Regions from separate parts of the Gasterosteus aculeatus genome. Here region 1 is linked to region 2. The links are chromatin contacts, called in public Hi-C maps. All regions are on one chromosome and are shown on one strand. The core of a region is the stretch at or near the end of the contact, and the rest is flanking DNA. Distances in the headings are between cores, read along the strand shown.

The links. A called contact is a pair of places that touch in the nucleus more often than the background predicts.
Region 1: a Hi-C map of whole body shows a contact between it and region 2, with 3 times the contacts expected there. The contact joins the promoter of ssh1a here to the enhancer-like site in region 2. A contact is called at or near these places in 4 of 6 Hi-C or Micro-C datasets (liver, skeletal muscle, tail fin and 1 more).

Annotation. Positions count from the first base shown.
Region 1 is chr13:10,700,790-10,703,721 of fGasAcu3.hap1.1, forward strand. ssh1a (slingshot protein phosphatase 1a) reads right to left here and starts at 1,423. Exons shown (of 15, transcript XM_040196687.2): 1 at 1,068-1,423. The coding sequence starts at 1,148. It overlaps LOC120831316 (D-amino-acid oxidase), which reads left to right and starts at 1,525. Exons shown (of 11, transcript XM_040196693.2): 1 at 1,525-2,057; 2 at 2,921-2,932. The coding sequence starts at 2,923.
Region 2 is chr13:10,663,408-10,666,447 of fGasAcu3.hap1.1, forward strand. All of the region lies in intron 4 of LOC120830487, which reads right to left. Among protein-coding and RNA genes, the nearest start is that of LOC120830556, 12 kb to the left of the region's middle. Within about 2 kb of position 1,429, at least 4 of the 9 cell types and tissues checked have open chromatin away from gene starts, as enhancers often do. A contact at or near this core is called in liver, where this site is marked.

The DNA of each region.
Region 1 (2,932 bases), core at 173-2,672, 37 kb after region 2:
TCAGTGGCCCACAGCATGTAGACTGAGAAGGTTTTATCATCCAACTAGTGTTAGATGACATCATAGCTGCAGCAGTTTCCTGCCTGCTTTATCTATAGCCCCCCCCCATCCCCATCCCCATCCCTTCCCCTCAGTGCAGAAATGAAAACCAGACAAACAAACAAAAGGAACTATCAAAACAAGGAATGTATTTGTAATAAGTAACAACTGTGCATGCATTTGAACATGTGGGGTTTTAATGGTCTGTGACAGACAGCTGTCATCTCCTGTGGTTTGGTGCCTGTTCGTGGCTGGTGGTTTGCGCCCTCTTGTGACAGAGAAGAGAAAACACTTGTACTTGGAAGAGGCAAAGGAAGTTATATTTGAATGATATCGTTTGGATTCTAGGACAATGCCGTTTAGCTTTCAGTGAGTTCCTGGAAAAAAATAGTGTCTCAAACTGCTGATAGAGAAACACACGAAAATCTTTTTTTCCTCCCTCCCCTTATTGGCCGTTTACCGGACGGGAAATCTCTTTTACGTCCCTGTTCGGTGTCGCCGTGGTGCTGATGGTGTGAGAGAGACACACACACACACACACACACACACACACACACACACACACACACACACACACACACACACACAGTGTGTGATAACACCTTAAATACATCAGTGTCAATCAATGTCATGTTTCCATTTCAGCCACTCACATCAGCACCGGCTAACTCAAATCATTCATTAAGACGTTTGTCAAATTCAGCAGCTCTTTCAAATCAACGCAACATTTAACAGGTGTGAGAGGTTTTTTTTCTAATTAATTTGTTGGTATTTTATAGAAACGACAAGTCCAGCCGCCTTTTTTTTTAACATAACTTAGTTTACCGTTAGTGGTGAACAGCAGCGTCTCGTGATGAGTAACGGAGACGTTTGCTAGCTACCGATGAAGCCCGAGCTAGCATAACGTTAACCAACGGCGCTAATTTAGCTCCAATCAGCGGGCCTCTTTCTCAAGACAACACCTTACGACAACACCTTCACGCCCGCGGCCCGTCGTTTTTTTTTTGACCCCGGGGAACCGGACTGACCTCCCCCGCGGTGGTGGTTGCTGTGCTGGCGGTGGACGCGGCGCTCGGCGTCGGGGACCGTTGCAGAGTAACCAACGCCATGGCTGGAAGCTGCGGATGCACCGGCCGGCCGCTGGGCTTGCTGAGCTGCTAGCTGCTAGCTGCCGAGCTAACGATGCAACTGATGGACGGACGTATGGGTGGATGGAGGGAGGGAGCGAGATGAGCCGCGTGGGTCCCGCAGGAAGTGCCGCCTTCACGGCCCTGGCCGCCTCGATGGCACTTCGAACTATGTGGTGATACAATGAATACCACTTAACAAAACATCAAGGCAAAAGCCATTTTTAATGCAGCCCGAGTACGGCTTTGTAAACAACAAAGACAATTTAGACAACATAGAACATGAACACACAAAAATAAAAATAACTGATCTTGAATATGATTTAGCAAAATTAGACCGTAGTATTATTAATTACTATAGCACCAATGATAATTTGATACAATAAAAATGGTGATCAATATTATTATTATTATTATTATCTCTAAAGTGTGGCTGTGCTTGATGTCTGTGGGTGCTGAATGTGATTCAACTCAGACGTGTACTTGTACATTTAGTCCTGGAAACAATCATATTATTGGAGGCAGTCCTATGAGTACTAGTAAACTGTAACTGTAAACAAACAATAGGCGGCTAGGCATCAAGCTATTCAACTAAAATATACGATAACAAATTTTCACTCCATGATATAACAATAACGTGTGGACACATTCATGTCCACGAACAGTAAAAAGGGAAAAATAGCGAAAAGGAAGCACTGATACATGGTTTGATTGTTAAGTTTGGAAATTGGATTGTGACGCGCATCACAATCGATCTAATACGTGCTGAGAGGCATCTAGCTCCGCCCCCGGCCCACGTGACCGCGGCACCGAGGGGTGAGTAAAGGAAAGAGTGTTTGCTGTGACCGACTTCACCAAGTTCTACGCTGGTGGCTGAAGACTTGACTGAAGGTAAAGCAAAACTGTTTTGGAAATCAACAGTTCGGTTGCGAGTGGATCGTCTGTAATAATCGCATTCGATTTGTTTACATTACGCAGCATTTACATAAATAACCAACCTCGTTCCACGTCAGCGATTTCAAATGCAAATACAAATGAAGTCCCATTTCTGTTACATAATTGACTGCGGTCAACTAAGCAGACACTTGAATTTTATTGCACGTTTATGCTAATATTTACGGTATATATTGGAACATGTATTAGAATACACGTTGACTGGAACTATTGAGAAAAGTATTTTTATTGCAGTTCAAAAATGGATGGTCCTTTTGAACTTTGAAATATAGGGCTTTTAATTTGGATAATTATCTAACTTTGTACAGTAAAAGTAGTCAGAATGGTCCTGAACACACATACCACAGTTATTGTCCAGAATCTTCAAAGATTCTGGACAATAACTGTGGTATGTGTGTGGTATGTGTGTTACTTGTTTTTTGTATTCCGGTTACTTGTTTAATACCGTAAATGTCAGCATACACGTGCACTAAAATTCAAGTGTCTGCTGAGTTGACCGCAGTGATAATTGAGTTGTCAAAATGGTTTTCACACTGGGAAGACTTCTAAACGCCAACTCCTAAACGTTTCAACTCAATATATCTGTCCAATCATTACTAAAGCTGCTTCCATACCACTACAACTAATAATGCACTTTTAATCATATAGGTAATACATGGATTATAAACAGAATATTTTCACCATTGCTATTCTAGTGTATTATAACTCAAGATTGACTTCCAAGATGTTGGCCTGCACACATCTGGGATGCATATGAGTCAGTCTCATACCTAAATGTCATGTGTCTCATCTTGATCGAGACATGCGTGTTG
Region 2 (3,040 bases), core at 179-2,678:
TACAGCCTAACACGACGCCTGTACAAATCACAGGGAGTAAGAGCCTCGCTAGGGTTACAGGCCAAATCATTTGATCATTTCATACATTACATTTGCTTGACTGAGCAAGTATAGTGATTAAAGAATGCAGTATGTGAAAGCGCGGGGGATTTTTACGTGCAGTATGTGAAAAATCCCCATATCTTGTCTAAACCTCACCAGACGGCTGAACACACCCTGAAATGTACCCTGGAGCAGAGTGTAAAGAAAGCAGACTTTGACACTTCTGTCAATAGGGATGTATGAGCCACCATCCGGTATCAGATAACAGTACCATTACACGTGAGACCGGTGACCTCCCCTCTGCAGCTGGGTCGACTTCATTTTCATGCAGTGGACCACAGAACAAGGGAAATGTGCACTATGCGATACATGCGACATCTGCGTATGTCAAAGTCATCTCAGCCGCACAGATGTACATTACAGCAGACCTTTCCTGCACGCGATTTCCTGGACACAGAGGGAACAGGAAGTGGAGCAGGAAGGACACAGACTGATGACCAGCTGTGGCAAACGGAACAGCACAAACACTGTTTACAAGGTTGTCACAACAAATAAGGGTTATGGATCGTTTTCAGAACACTTTTCAATAACCAGTTAGTGTTGGGTAATCAATACCGATCTGCTGGTTTATGTTGAAGAGAAGCAGGGAGTAGACAGTGACCAGGTATTGTTTGTATATTATCCCAGTTTACAAAGATGTGGCAACTCTGAACAGAATGTTTACGCACCCATATGGTGTAATTAAAAGTGTGTAAAATGAGCATAAATTCATGTGCTTCCTTGAAGAAACTAAGATTAAGACTTACGGGATCAGTGTTTCAACATTCAGACACCTCTCAGCACACCAGTTCAGACATGCTGCAAAGATTCCTACACAACCTCATACTCGTTTCTCAGCTCAGCTCTCCCAACATTTTCCATCAATACTTTTCACTTGAGTAAATAGAAGAAGAAAAAAAGAATTCTATACTAGAAATGTTTTCAGCAGAGCAAAGGCCTGGGGCTCGACCTCCTGATCAGCCCGAGCGAGTTAGAGGAGACCGGCAGCGGGACTAGAGAGCCCGGTGTTCCACACCTCGGCCTCAGGCACCACTGGTATGACTAATGGGAGCAGGAGGGCCGCGACGGTGTCAAATGTGGCCCCCTTTGAGGTGTCAATGGTGCCGATGGACACGTTTTGAAATTGCAGGGTATGAAAATCAAACACAAGTGGCTGCTTTGAGTATGTAAAAAAACACATCTGCCGATACGATACGCAGAGCAGGAATGCGGTTTACTATCAAATGTTATCATCGGAATGCCTCACACGGACAAGAGTTCAGCTGAAAACAACAACCCAAAGCTGCACACAGGGTTGCTTGTGACACACCGCAGTGGGTTACATTTTCCTGTGGAAACTTGTTGCAAATTTGCCCTGAAGTTCAGCCCTTCACAACGGCCGAAGGGAGAAGGCAAGTCTGTATTTGTCTTAAAATGAGGCACTTGTACTAAAAACATCAAGGGGAATGTGATCCACACACACACACACACACACACACACACACACACACACACACACACTCTGAGGTGTCCTCCATGAGCGGCAGAGGCAAGATGGGAAATCGGACATGAATTAATCCCAAGGGGATAAAAGGTTTCACAGAATACACGTGGACATAACAGCTGGTGGCCGACTGGCAGCTCAGTGATGCATTTCAGAAGGAACAGAAGTGTCTGTCGGGAGTCTTTGCTCCTCTCCAACATAGAATAGTTTGAAGTTCTACAAAATATTTGAATGAATAAATATAGCTCCAAGTCAAACACCATTTCATTGTATCGGACAGGGTTCTGGTAAACAGACATCTTAAATCAGGGATCTGTTAATGTTACTAAAGATTTATATGTCTCTACCTACTTAGACTGAAATAAACTGAAACAGAGACAAGAGGTGTGTTCAACCACACCGAATCATCATTTGATATTACAGACTTTGAATTGCATTTGACGCATGTAATTTAGTTTTTTACTATCTGTGTGTGAGGAACTGCAGTTAAAAAGTGATGACCAGGGATTAAGTTGGGATTTGAGCTAAATGAACATGTTCAGCAGAGCGTGCTCACCACATAAGAGTCTATTAGTGTCAAGTCATGGCAATTGATTCTCAGACACAGACAAACCTGACAGTAATCCTCGGAGTGGATTTTAGGAGCCAAAAGGCCATTTTGAAGAAACTTCCACTAATTCAGACCCTACACAAGCATTGTTCGCAATCGCTTGATGGTATTGAATAGTAGTCACAGTGATCCATCATCACAAGAGATTACCATGACGGTGGAGAAGTTTGTTCATTTCCTGTTGGGAGCTATTAAAACGTTGAGCAGTCGTCTCGTCCTACAGCTTTTTGACAGCGAAAGGCTTCACGCCCGCAGAAGAAGCGGCAGCTCACCGCAAATCTAACTGCAATACATTGGTTATTAGTTTTTAAAAAAGCTAAAGAAAACTGACAAAAAGGCAACTAAATGTGATTACCACTGTGACCCAGGGAGAGGTGTTAAGATTTGAACTAACGGACGCTTCAGGATGCCACATCCTGGTGTCCATTATTTGAATAAAAAAATAAACCCAACTAGGTTAAATAAGAAAATCATTTTAGATTCAATCTGCTACAAATCTACATTTTATTTCCTAGTTAAATTTGTCAAAATTCCTCCATATTGTTACCTCGGTTTGCAATATTTATCAAGACCATCACGGTCAGCTGGCCGGTTCTGTAACACTCGACACAGAAAAATCACACTTTCGCAACACTAACATAAACCACCCAAGCAAGAAAAGCATCTCCAAGGCAACCAGCCTTCGAGTACGGGGAGCGTGCTTAGCCAGACTTGTGAAAATAATTTTGTCGAGGAAACCCACCAAAACAAAAAACACCCACACAGAAAGGGGCCAAATTCAGCAGTTGAACACCTAACAAGTCCATAACCACACTACAGACATTTGTATCCTTGGAAAGGAATGT